3 separate regions of the Sus scrofa genome follow, and all the other regions are linked to region 1. The links are chromatin contacts, called in public Hi-C and promoter capture Hi-C maps. All regions are on one chromosome and are shown on one strand. The core of a region is the stretch at or near the end of the contact, and the rest is flanking DNA. Distances in the headings are between cores, read along the strand shown. Region 1 holds the start of HES1 (hes family bHLH transcription factor 1). Region 2 has its middle 250 kb from the start of OPA1. Region 3 holds the start of OPA1 (dynamin-like 120 kDa protein, mitochondrial).

What was found. Promoter capture Hi-C pulls out the DNA fragments that hold promoters and counts their contacts. A called contact is a pair of places that touch in the nucleus more often than the background predicts.
Region 2: a contact with region 1 is called in a Hi-C map of embryonic fibroblasts, with 2.6 times the contacts expected there. The contact joins the enhancer-like site here to the promoter of HES1 in region 1. A contact is called at or near these places in 3 of 47 Hi-C or Micro-C datasets (embryonic fibroblasts and epiblast stem cells) and 2 of 2 datasets of contacts at active chromatin or transcription factors (alveolar macrophages and skeletal muscle).
Region 3: a promoter capture Hi-C map of fetal liver shows a contact between it and region 1, with 3 times the contacts expected there. The contact joins the promoter of OPA1 here to the promoter of HES1 in region 1. A contact is called at or near these places in 1 of 5 promoter capture datasets (fetal liver) and 1 of 47 Hi-C or Micro-C datasets (heart right ventricle).

Annotation. Positions count from the first base shown.
Region 1 is chr13:131,134,211-131,138,358 of Sscrofa11.1, reverse strand. It overlaps HES1 (hes family bHLH transcription factor 1), which reads right to left and starts at 2,389. Exons shown (of 4, transcript NM_001195231.1): 1 at 2,275-2,389; 2 at 2,032-2,127; 3 at 1,691-1,778; 4 at 494-1,048. The coding sequence starts at 2,382. The coding sequence ends at 498. LOC102164131 (a long non-coding RNA gene) reads left to right here and starts at 2,780. Exons shown (of 8, transcript XR_002337825.1): 1 at 2,780-3,847.
Region 2 is chr13:130,870,646-130,875,164 of Sscrofa11.1, reverse strand. No RefSeq gene overlaps it. Among named protein-coding and RNA genes, the nearest start is that of OPA1, 250 kb to the right of the region's middle. Within about 2 kb of position 2,129, at least 46 of the 83 cell types and tissues checked have an H3K27ac peak or open chromatin away from gene starts, as enhancers often do. A contact at or near this core is called in embryonic fibroblasts and skeletal muscle, where this site is marked.
Region 3 is chr13:130,623,448-130,627,679 of Sscrofa11.1, reverse strand. It overlaps OPA1 (dynamin-like 120 kDa protein, mitochondrial), which reads right to left and starts at 2,909. Exons shown (of 30, transcript XM_021070064.1): 1 at 2,680-2,909. The coding sequence starts at 2,711.

The sequences.
Region 1 (4,148 bases), core at 1,140-3,639:
AAAAGTGTTCTTTTAATAACAAAAATAGCCAATTCCTGAAATCTCAGATTACGTTATCCAAATTCTTCCCAAGACTTTCCTTTTTCACATATTCTGAAATAATCAGTTCTAAGACATAAAAGCCTTGACTCTTTTTCTTTTATTATATTTTCTCAAATAAACTTCCCCAAAGGAAGATATTTTAAGAGCATTTTCAAACATCTTTGGCATCACATAAAAAAGAAATCTCGTGTAAAAAACGAAATGTCATCTGAACTTTTATAATACAAAGGCGCAATCCAATATGAACATATAAAATATGTACAAATATAGTGCATGGTCAGTCACTTAATACATTTCTCTACAAAAAAAGTAACTTTAGAAATTAAAAAAAACCCCAAAGTAACCAGTTAATCACAAAAGTCCTCTCCCCTCTCCCAGAGTCCAAGTTCCTGTTTAGTGTCCCAAGGGAAGAGAGGTGGGCTGGGGAGTTTGGGGGGAGGGGTGGCTTGAGCCCCTCAGTTCCGCCAAGGCCTCCACATGGAGTCCGCCGTGAGCGAGGGGCCGCTGGAAGGCGACACTGCGTTGGGGCCCACGGAGGTCCCGCTGTTGCTGGTGTAGACTGGGATGACCGGGCCGCTGTGAGCGAAGGCCCCGTTGGGGATGAGGAAGGCAAACTGGCCATCGGGAGCCGGGACCACCTGGAAGCCGCCGAATACCTTTGCCGCCTCTCCAGCCGGGCTGCCCAGCTTGCAGGGCGCGCCGCCGGGAGGGGGCGCCGCACCCCCGGGGATGGGCACCAGTGGCGGTGGCGGCGCGAACGGCGCGTGCTGCGGACCTCCGGGTCCTGGCGGGGGCGGTGGCGGCGCCTGCAAGGCTGGGTGCGGCTGCCCAGGGTAGGTCATGGCGTTGATCTGGGTCATGCAGTTGGCCAGGTGGCCGAGCAGCCGGGTGCGCACCTCGGTGTTAACGCCCTCGCACGTGGACAGGAAGCGGGTCACCTCGTTCATGCACTCACTGAAGCCGGCGCGGTACTTCCCCAGCACGCTCGGGTCTGTGCTTAGCGCGGCTGCGGGCCAGGAGACAGACGGGTCACCGAACGTCCCTGGCCCCGAGGCCACCTCCTCCGCCCTGGGAGGTCCCCGCAGTGCGCCTCCCTGACCACCCGCCCGTAGAACTGCCTCTGGCTACTAGGATGGGCTTAGGAAAAAACAATCGCTTCTCCATCCTAGCTTGGCGACCAAAGCCGAGACGCTCCCTCTCTGCTCTCAGTCGCTCCATTTAAACCGATCTCAACCTCAGATCTGCCTCCCCCTAACCCCCGCGCGATTTGACCTTGGATAATGCCCTTCCCCCCTTCTCCACCACCAAGCCTTATTTTTCCTTCTGTAGTGGAGTGCTAAACCAGATGACCCCAGGCTCCGCGCAGCTTAAAGACCGCCACGCTTCTAAGTCTTTTCGCCCCCACCCGCTTCCCCCTGGCCAAGCCGCCCGCCGCCCTCGCCACTACAACCTCTCTCCCTCCCTTTCCGGAACAGTAACAACTTGGAGTTGTGGCTATAAATAAGCCCCAGACCGTGGGAACGCAAGAATGAGCCAAGGCAGTAAAATGTAGCTGAATGCCTCTCACAACCACGGGCGGAAGTCTGGAAGAAATCACCGCGGGGCGAGAGGGACGCCCGCAGAGGGGGACGCGGCCAGCCGCCCTCACCCGTCATCTGCGCCCGCTGCAGGTTCCGGAGGTGCTTCACTGTCATTTCCAGAATGTCCGCCTTCTCCAGCTTGGAATGCCTCGAGCTCTGCACAGAAAAGGAGGCAAGGGAGGAACGTGAGAGACTGCCAGCGGCCTCGGAGTGCTGGGGGTGGGGGGTCCCTCCTCTCCGCCGCGTCGCCAACATCCCCCAGACCCCGGGTAGAGTAGACCCAGCCCTCCCGCCTAAGGGAACGCAGTGCAGGCGGGGGAGATCTCGCTGACAAAGGGGTTTGGTTCTTAATACCAAAGAAATAGTATTTCAATTTTTTTAATTAAAAAAGGCAATATTACCCACTTACATCTTTTTTAAGAGCATCCAAAATCAGTGTTTTCAGCTGGCTCAGACTTTCATTTATTCTTGCTCTTCGTCTTTTCTCCATGATGGGCTTTGATGACTGTAAAAGGGGAGGGGGGAGGAAAAAGAGCCCTGAGTTCCCATGAGACTTGACATTTCACCCCAGGGTTTAAAGGGAGAAAGGAGCCCCCACCCATCCCGACTTAATCTCTTAGGGGCTGTGGAGAGATACAGGTATTGCCCTTACCTTTCTGTGCTCAGATGCTGTCTTTGGTTTATCCGGTGTCGTGTTGACACTGGCTGGGGTAGCAGCCACCGGGGACGAGGAATTTTTCTCCATTATATCAGCTGGCATTTTCTGTTTTTTTTTTTTTTTTTTTTTTTTTAATCCCTAGAGAATTTTATTTTTGGAGTTCTTCACACCAAAAAAAATTGTTTTGTTTATGTCTCTTTTACTTGAGACTTTCGCAAAGCTACTGAGCAAGTGCTGAAGGTTTATTATATCTTATGGCTACTTGGTGATCGGTAGCGCAATTCCAGGACCAAGGAGAGAGGTAGACGGGGGATTCCGCTGTTATCAGCACCAGCTCCCGGATCCAGTGTGATCCTCAGGCCCTGGCGGCCTCTATATATATCTGGGACTGCACGCGAACGGCTCGTGTGAAACTTCCCAAACTTTCTTTCCCACAGTAACTTTCAGCCAATGGGAGGAGGAGACACGCGGCACCGCTCGTGGACCGCGCCCCCCCATTGGCCGCCAGGCACAAGGCCTGGCGGCCAATGGCGCGCGCCTGAGCCCGGGGCACCAGAGGCTACAACGTCAATCAAAAGGATTTTAACCCTTTGTTACTCTCCCTACTGGGCTTTGCTTTAGAGAGGATTTTTCTGCATTGGGTTTGATCTACTCTAGTTTATTTCTTTGGAGGCTGGGGTCTTTGCTGCTTATTTCCATTCGCGTGTAATAGAGCTGCTTTGACACTAATAAGTTCACTTGAAATATATTTTTAAAAAGGTTTAGAAGGACAGGGATAAAAGATTATAATTGCATGGTTAAAAGAAAAAGGGGGAACATGTGCAAGGGTGTGACTTACAGAAACATCTAAGTGATTTCCCGCTCAGACTCCGCACATTCCGGGGGTGGGGGGTGAAAGTCGACCATGCAGAAAAAGGACAAAATTCCTTTCTGCATGCAGAAAAGGAAAAAGTGCCTCCATCTTACTTACATTTGCAGGTTTTTCAGAGCAAAGTGGTTTTTGATCCCCGCCCTCCACCCCTACCCCAGCCTGTCTCTCATTTCTGTTACGGAGTTGAGGCCTTGAACCTAGCGCTTCCCCAGGAAACAATCAGAATAATTTCCAACTGAGCAGAAAGGAAATGGAATTTCAAATGAAAGATGAACAAGGAGGGCTTTGATGGCAATGCCTCAGGGACGCGCGCGCGTCCTGGCCACCCTTTCCCTTTCCACCCGTGGGCTCTCAGTTTTGCTGCACATAGAGGTGGCGAGCCGAGTGGCAGCCGCTCCCTCCTTCTCGCCCCGCGAGCGACCAGGGCAACCTCGACACCCGTCGCGCGCGGGCCCTTTAAGAGCTACACCAGCCGAGCTGCAGTTTGACATCAGCCGGCCGGCGAGGGCGCGCCTGGAGCCGAAGCACGTGCCAGGATGTTTTATTGCCGCCGCGGCTGCGGCCGGGCCGGGAGGATGTGTGTGTGCGTGCGTGTGTGAGTGTGTGTGCGCGCGCCCCGGGGGCAGGGAGGCGGGGGGCGGCGGCGGGCGGCGGAGCGCGGGGGCTGGTTCCTGGTCCCCGGGAGAAGCCAAGAAGGTAAATAGCAGCTGCTGTGCTCGAGCCTGGGAAAACCCCGCCCCCAGCGCCTGGCCGGGGCTCATTGGCGCGCGCTGCGTGTGGGGTGTGTGTGTGTGTGTGTGTGTGTGTGTGTGTGTGTGTGTGTCCGGGGCCCCCCCTCCTCCGGCCCCCGCCGGGCCAGGAATCCGAGGGGGCGGCGGGCGGGGAGCCGAGCCCCGGCGCTTACCACCCGCCCCCCCCACACCTCCCCCGGGCCAAGGTCAGCCCTTCCGGGCGGGGAGCGCACGCCCTGGGGTGGAGAGTGGGGGATTATTCCAAC
Region 2 (4,519 bases), core at 880-3,379, 260 kb after region 1:
TCCTAGTCGGATTCATTAACCACTGCGCCCCGACAGGAACTCCTAATTACCGAACTTTTAAACTCCTCATCTTTAAAGTGGGTAATTTAGGAAGTTGGGGGAAATGGGAGTCCAGTACTCGCAGCCTTAAATGCAAGCCAGCTACTGTGAAGGAACCAGAAAGTGCCAGAGGTAGGCAACGACTCACCCCATGAGGACAGTATCTGTCCCAAGCCATGGTCTGCCAAGGCCAAGGACTTCTGGACTGCCTGACTCTCACCAGGGGGTCCAGGGTGTGGTCTCCAGAGTGTGGCTGTACCAGCTGGTCTGAAGCTTCCCACTAGTCTGTTGTTTTGGTTTGAGCTGAAAGAATGTTGAAAGGAGCTTGGTGAGTCTGACCAGCATGGGAGTTAGGGAAAGAAAAGGCCCCTATGCTCGCTGCCCTGGGTGTGTCCAGCCTCGGGAATTCACACGTGCAGCCTGGGGCAGGCCACACTGCTGTGGACACAAGGGTTCTAGGTGATCAGAGCTCCCTGGCTTGGGTTCTAAACATCTCATTCTGCTTCCATGCACCTCCCCCCCCACCCCGCACCTACCTCACCATGGCCACCTTCTCTCCAGGTGAAAAGCTCAGGTCATCTGCACCTCGGTCTCTTTGTAACATATCTGACTCTGAGTTGTGAGTTGATGTGACCTAGTCCTGAGCTGTGTCCCCCTCCAAGGACACGGACAACGCTGAATTTCTGGGTCTGCCATGCTGAGAACCCAATCCTGTCCCATGCTGGCTCCACCAAGTGCCTGTCACTCTGAAGCCCTGAGGGAGCTGGCAACTGACTGTCCTAATGGGCCCTGTCTCCCAGTCGCCTTCTTTATCTGTAACAATACCACCATCAGGGTTGTACAAAAGATTAAATATCCGTACCTGGCATACGCAAGGCTGTATGCTGATTCTTTCCTCATCTTATGTAAATCCAGTGAGCAGCCTAGGCCAATGGATTATGGTCACTTTAAGGCCTGGAACCCTGCCTTTTGTTGCTCTGGTTTCTCTTGCTCAGGACCTGACCTTGCCCTTGGCGGTTGTCTTATCCATGCTGTGGCGTCTCACCACTTCAACTTCGGCCCACACATTAGTCATGCCTTCTAGGTGTTCCCTGAGCCACACAACAGCAGTTACACAATAGAGCAAATCAGACGCAGCAGCAGGGCACCAACTCTAGAGCTGCTACCTACTCATTGTGAGACTTGGTTCCAGTCAATCCCAGGTCTGGACTTTTCCTTCCCCATTTGTGAATTGAGAATATTGGGTTAGCTGCTCACATGCATGTAAATGAATTATTCCATCCATCTGCTCATTCAGCCACCCATCACCCCTCTGTCCATCCATCCATCCATCCCCACATCCATCCCCGTATCCATCTCCAGCACTGTCTCAGTGCCGTGTTAGGTATTGTGGTAGGAAGAGAGTCGAATGGCTGTGCCCCAGGCTTTGAGCCCCTCACACCGCAGTGAAGGAGACAGACCCACACACAACAGGGTGTACTCTCGGAAGGGACCAGCAGTGAGACAAGATGGCGCATAGGGTCACTCTCTAAGCAGTGACCGAATGCCCCCAGCCGCGGTTCTGCCCGGGTGTGGCGTCCAGAAAGTGGTCCCCTTCCGGAGGAGATCCCTCCCCTCCCCAGGGCATTAGTCAGCGTCCTGAAATGCCTGCCTCCCCATGGCCATCCCCTAGGTCCTCCTGCAGTGTAGCACAAAGGTCCTGTTGTGGACTGCAGCCCTGGCAGCGGCTGGAGCCTCGGGGTGACTCATCCTCTTGCCATTTCCTTTGTATGGCTCGCAGGCTCCTTGCTGGAAGCCTGGAAGCCTGTGCAGGGCTGCGAGGCCAGCGGGAGCCAGGGAGGGGGCTTGAGAGGGGCAACAGGAGGCCAGGGGAGCACTGGCCCCTGAACCAACACATTTTGATAAAAAATGAAGATTGACCAGGGAAGGGAAGGCATGGGTAGCTTGGGGAGTGACTTGGGCGGCCGGCCTGCTGGCGGCTCTTTGGTCCCAGGCCAGATGCATTGCCGGCAGCATCAGGACCTGTCTGTGCTGGAGGCATCCTCCCCTGCCTGGCTCAGGGCTCAGGCTGGCGTGGGGCCAGAGGCAGCCGCTGCTTAAGGAAGAGTGAAAAAAGCCAAAGAGCACGGCCCAGGGGCCTGAGACGTGTTCCTCTGCAGGCTAACTTCGTGACCTCCGGCAAGTGTTAGCAGTGGAATTTCAGGCATCTCTCCCAGCAGGTCCTAAGTCAAGGCTCTTTAGACCCTTCCTGGTCTGGCTCCTGACTCCTGCACTGGCTTTTATCTCTGCCCACCCACGTCTTAGCTTTACTCCAGCTGCTCTGCTCTGAACAACTTGTTCTGCCCTGAGCACCCCGCATTCTCCCTCACCTCCAGGTTTTGCACAAGCCGTTCCTGTGGCAAGGAGAGCCCTCTCCCGCCTCCTCAAGGGCAACTGGTTAGTCCTGTCTTTCAAGAGTCGGCTCAGGTGTCCCCTTCCACTGGAAGCTTCTCCCTGAAGTCCCCTATACGTGCTCCTCGTTTGCACTCCTGAGAACCTCAGCAGAGCCCTGTCAGAGGGCTTAGCACCCCTTAGTCTGCATCTCCTGCTCCTTTACATGAAGGAGGGCCCTGAGGTAGTGAGCAAATGAGTGCATGAAGGAATGAAGCGTTTGAGAAAAGAGAGAAATTGCATGGCACAGCAGTCCCCCCCGGGTAGGGACTAAGACAAACTCTACAGGGAGCCTAAGAAAATGGCTCTCATTCCGTCCTTGCTTTTACAATTTGTAGGCATCTCATGTGAAACTACAGATGCTATTGTGAGGTTATTGTCCTCGCGGGAGGAGGGCTCCATAGAGGCAAAGGAGGTGCACTGGGTGTCAGTATTCCGGGTTAAGGGCAGTTCACAGTTTGCAGTCCAACCACTGAAACAAAAATGCTGTAATGATGTTCCATCTCTGGCCAGGTCAGCAGGTGTCCCTGAGACCCATGCGGTGGGCAGCAGGAATAACCCACACACCCTCCTACAGTCCTTCAGGACAAGCGAAGCTTTTGCCACCCCTGGACTCATGGGATTTGAGTAGGAGGGGCGAAGATAATTTCTGCCCCTGTTTTAGAGATGAACACACGAAGCTTCAGGGAAACTTAGTCTTGCTTAATATCCCACAAAGAGTAAGTGGGAAGAAAGAACTCAGTCTTCCTTCAACCAATCATCAGAGGCTATGGGTGTCAAGCCCCATAAAAATAAAGAGGATGTAGTTCTTGTCATCAGGGAGCACCCAGGTTTGTCAGAGACCCAAGTAGAGAATGACAAATGCTACCTTCATTATAGGTACAAGACTTTGTTGTACTGGATTCATTTAGGGATGACAATCTCACCGAAGGCCAGTTGTTAAGAAGCAAAGCCACACTCCTCCAAACTTCTCCCTTATTGAAAGGGTGGGACCTGGGAAGTCATACAGGTGTCGTGTTCCCTGGTTCCTCATGGGCTGATTGACCCAAGGAAGGACACAGGACACTGGGCAGAGACAATCAGCTTCTTTTTTGAAATAATTTGAGCCAAGAGACATAGCAACTCAAGTTAGGAATGTGTTTGAACTAAAAGGTCCAGAGAGGAGATCCCATCGTGGCTCAGCCAAAACGAATCTGTTGAGTATTCATGAGGATGTGGGTTCCATCCCTGGCCTCACTCAGTGGGTGAGGATCTGAGTGAGGATCTCAGTGGGTGTTGCCATGAGCCGTGGTGTAGGCCGACAGCTACAGCTCTGATTCTGCCCATAGCCTGGGAAATTCTATATGATGTGGCCCTAAAAAGACAAAAGATGAAAAAGAAAAGAGTTCTCAAACTGGAAAAATGTGTTCTTTCATACCTAGAACCCAAGGTAGTTTATATATACGTTCTTTTTAAAATTATTCTTTTCCATTATGGTTTATCATAGACTAGTGAATATAGTTCCCTGTGCTATACAGTAGGGGCTTGCTGTTTATCCTCCATTCTACATATAATAGTTTGCATCTGTTAATTCCAAACTCTCACTCCATCCCTCCCCCAATCCCCGCCTTGGCAACCTGTCTGTTCTCTATGTCTGGAACACAAGATAGTTTAATATTAACATCCCTAGGGAAGTGCAGATGGAAGGCTGGAGGGGTGGACCACAGCTGGGGAAGCAGGAAGAGCTTAATGGAAGAGGGCCTCCAAAGATGGGCAAGAATTTAATAATGGAAAGAGGAATGGAAAAGTAAGAATCAGAGGTCTGGGCACAGGAAGGGGCATGATATTCATGGAACATGGTCAACTGAATGGCCTTGGCAGAATTGTGGGCTTAGAGGAATAACGTGAGATGAGTCTGTAAGAGAAGTTTAATTGTGATTATATGGGCCTTGAATGCCGTGTCACATTTGTTATTGCAGAATCATGAGAATGGGAAGAACCTTGGATGTCATCTAGTCTAACTCAGGTCATTTGTCCCCATCTCTCTTAAGGAAGTTCCTTGTGACTGAGT
Region 3 (4,232 bases), core at 1,660-4,159, 510 kb after region 1:
GTACAGCAAGGGGGTCAGGTTATCCTTACACGTATACATTACAATTACATTTTTTCCCCCAGGGATAGAATCTTAAAAGGAATCAAAGAACACAGAAATAATGCTGTGAAGAAGGACAGTAAGGGAAAAAGGGAAAAAGTGCCAGATATTATACTAGATATTTACACAAACGCTACTATTAACTCTCAGAAAAACCTAGTAAGGTAAGCATCCTTATCAATTTGGTCTTTTGAACTGTGTCTTGCCTAAGGTAAAAAGACTAGTGAATGGTGGAAAAGGAATTTGAATGTATACTTCTATATTAGGCCAAACTAAAAATTAAATGTGATGCAAAACAAAAGCCCCCCAACCCCACCCCACCCCAGAAATCACCTATTCTCTATCATCCATCATCTTCTTCTAACCTATGTACTGTTCCCTAGTACATAATTATTTTTTCAAAAATTTTATGCAGGGAAAAGCAAAAAAACAAAACAAAACAAAAAAAGAGAAAAGAGACCAAAAAAAAATTTTTATGCAGGGAGTTCCCTTCATGGCTCAGCAGTTAACAAACCCAACTAGAATCCATGAGGATGCAGGTTCAATCCCAGGCCTCGCTCAGATCCTGCCTTGCTGTGGCTGTGGTGTAAGCCAGCAGCTACAGCTCAGATTTGACCCCTAGCTTGGGAACTTCCATATGCCTCGGGTGCAGCCCTAAAAAGCAAATATTTATTGCACCTAAATAAACATTGGTCATTGGTCTTCTCACATGTTCATGAGCATGTATTTAGACATATATGTCAAAGAATGTTTATCTTTAAAGAATAGAAATTTAAATTTACTCTTTCACAACACACAGGAACTACATCAAAAGACAAACTTCAGATCTTGGGGCTTCTGACCTTTCACATCTTTACTTCTGCTGAGAGCTAAACTGTGCTATCCACACTAAGACTTTTAAGCTATAACCATGGAGTCAATAGTAACTTTAGAAACAATTTAGTGGACAGCATCCAACGGACTAAACAATTATCAGTTATTAATCAGTTTGTTTTTAAACTCAATTTTTAAGTTTTTCCTACATATCTTAATTGCCCCAACAAAGTATGCTACTTTCTGCAAAGTCTTTACTAATTTTTTTTTTTTTGCTTTTTAGGGCTGCACCCGAGGCATATAGAGGTTCCCAGGTTAGAGGTTGAATCGGAGCTACAGCTGCCGGCCTACACAACGGGAACTCCAAGTCTTTTCTAATTTAAGGAAAATTGAATATATTTCCCCAGTAAATACTGAGGAGTAGAAATAAAAAAGGTTGTAAATAACTTAGTTCAGTACCAAGGGATGCAGGTTTACTCAAATTAAAATTCCACGAGATTAGAAATAACTTATTCAATTATTCTAATTGACTAAAACTATAACTACTGCATGCTATTCAGTTCTAAATTTAGACTCAAGTTAACCTTCATAAAACAAATGGATTCCATCCCTTAGAAACACTAAATTTCTGCACTTAAAATATTATGCAGAAAAATTCAAGACAGGTGTTTGGGAGTTCCTGTTGTGGCTCAGTGGTTAAGGAATCCGACTAGGAACCATGAGGTTGCAGGTTCAATCAGTGGCCTTCCGGTGAGCTGTGCTGTAGGTTGCAGATGCAGCTCCGATCCCTCCTTGCTGTGGCTCTGGCATAGGCTGGCAGCTATGGCTCCGATTAGACCCCTAGCCTGGGAACCTCCATATGCTGCGGGAGCGGCCCTAGAAAAGGCAAAAGGACCAAGGGGGAAAAAAAAAAAAAAGGTGTTTGGAGATTGAGTTAATTTAGGAAAACCAAGTTTTTCCAATTTTGCTTGATGCATGTTACTGCTCATCAAATGCCTGCAACAATGAGTTAAACCTGAAGGATATCTAAGACCACTAGAACACAACCACGTGTAAAGGCTGAAGTTAAAATTACTCTCATTAAAATGCACTATAGAGATGTAAATACTTCCACGACTTTCTCTTTAGGATTAAGTCAGGCCTGGGCGACAACAACATAAAGATTAGAAAGGTGGTGCCACATTCCTCACCTCTCATCCAAAAGCAATTCTCCCTTCCTAAACACTGAAAGAAAAAAAAAAAAAAAAAAAAGCTGCTATTAAGAGAATATCTCTAATTTCATCTGACACAGCATGCGCCACTGCTCCAGACATAACTCCAAATCACGTTCACTCAGCAGACTAAGGAAAGAGGCAGAGTCCCCTTCACGCCGAGAGACTAAGTCGGGTACCTGCAAAAGCAATGTAAGCCTGGCGTGGAGGTAGAAGAAAAACACAGTGAGAATTAAGACTCAGAAAGGGTGACACATGGATAGAGTCAGAGACTGGGGAGCAAGGAGGCAGAAACAAGCAGCTACCAGACGCAGAGATAATAGCGAGAGCAGAAAGGTTAAAGGGACAGGCACAAATAATAATAGGAACAGGCCAAGAATGAAAAGCACCCAGAATCTTCCGAATGGCATAGGGACAGGGACCAGTACTGGGGCCAGCATCTCCGGTAAGCCCAGTCACGGCTCCTGTCACTCAGGTCCTCAAAAACATTCCGGAATTCTCCAACTGCCCTCTGCCTGGCCTGAGACTTATCTGCATATTCTGGAGATAGTGATGGGACAAGCCGGTTTTCCGGAGGCCTCAGAGATAACGGGGCCAGGTCGGAGCCCGCACTTACCAGGCCACGGCAGCCCGGCGTAGTCGCCACATTCTGCCGGCGAGGAGGTCACACAGACGCCGAGGCGGCCAGGCGGGAGCCCCGCTGTTATCCCCAGTCCGGCTTCTGCTCCAGGAATGACCCAGGAAGAGGCCCTCAGCAACAAGGGCACAAAGCAGCCACCGCGGCCCTCCCAATGCGAATGGACTTCCGCGAGAGCCTGCTCGGCACCCGTACTCGGTCCGTCAGGCAAACCACCACCCCCACCTTCCTAGGCGGGCAGCACAAATGGTCCGGGGGAGGACTCACGCATGCGCTCAAAGCCTGTGTGAGAAGCAAGGTAATTTCCCCTTCGCTCTCCCCCACCCGCCTTCTTTGTTTGAAGGAGGAGGAGGCTGAGTGGTGTATTTGAATGTCTCCAGTTAGACTCTGGGACGGGAAGAGTTCAGGTGTTGGGCAGGGACTGGCAGGGTGAAGGACTTGAGATCCGAATAAAGTGTCAATGCTTGGCTACCAATTTGAGAAAATTTGGACTGTTGGAGCACAGAGGAGCTTACGGAATACAAAATTAATACAGCACAGGGATAGAGTAATAGAATAGAGTAATGCCCTTTTGCCCTGCTCCTTTTTTTAGGTGTTTTTGTTCACGAAGCACTTTGATGTCTTAGCACAATCTCGGGGGAGGTGGGGGGTGCTGAAGGAGGAATGGTCAACAAGTTAAGTGCTTTAGAGTTTCTGAAGGTTAGATCCAAGAGGAACTCAGATGAATTAAGCAAACTAAGGGTTTGGAACAAGCTTGTGCAGGCTATAAAGGCGTCAAAAAGTGATTTCGTTCATTCGCTCCCTGTCAGTTTTCATCTGGCTTTTAATTTAACTAATTTATTGAAATTGCTGCTCAGGGAGTTCCCGTCGTGGCGCAGTGGTTAACGAATCCGACTAGGAACCATGAGGTTGCGGGTTCGGTCCCTGCCCTTGCTCAGTGGGTTAACGATCCGGCGTTGCCATGAGCTGTGGTGTAGGTTGAAGACACGGCTCGGATCCCGCGTTGCTGTGGCTCTGGCGTAGGCTAGTGGCTACAGCTCCAATTCGACCCCTAGCCTGGGAACCTCCATATGCCCCGGGAGCGGCCCAAGAAATAGCAACGACAACAACAACAACAACAACAACAACAGACAAAAAGACAAAAAAAAAAAAAAAAAAAAAGAAGAAATTGCTGCTCAAAGTCTTGCAGCAATTCCATATTGCCAAGGGTCACTGGGCCGCCCTGCATTCAGCTCAGGATGTTGGGCCCTCAACGCTCTCTCTTTTTTTTTTTTATTACTCAATGAATTTATTACATTTATAGTTGTACAATGATCATCACAATCCAATTTTATAGGATTTCCATCCCACAACCCCCAGCGTATACTCCCACCGTCAACGCTCTCCTTAAAGGGCTTCCCTCTCCTAGCTTTCTGAAAGTCACACTCTCCTTTTCTCCAGGATCTGCTACTCCCCAGCCTCATTCTCCTTCCAACCTCTCAACTTTGGAGGGTTTCGGATCTCAAGAAATCCTGGACCCCTTTTCATCTCTG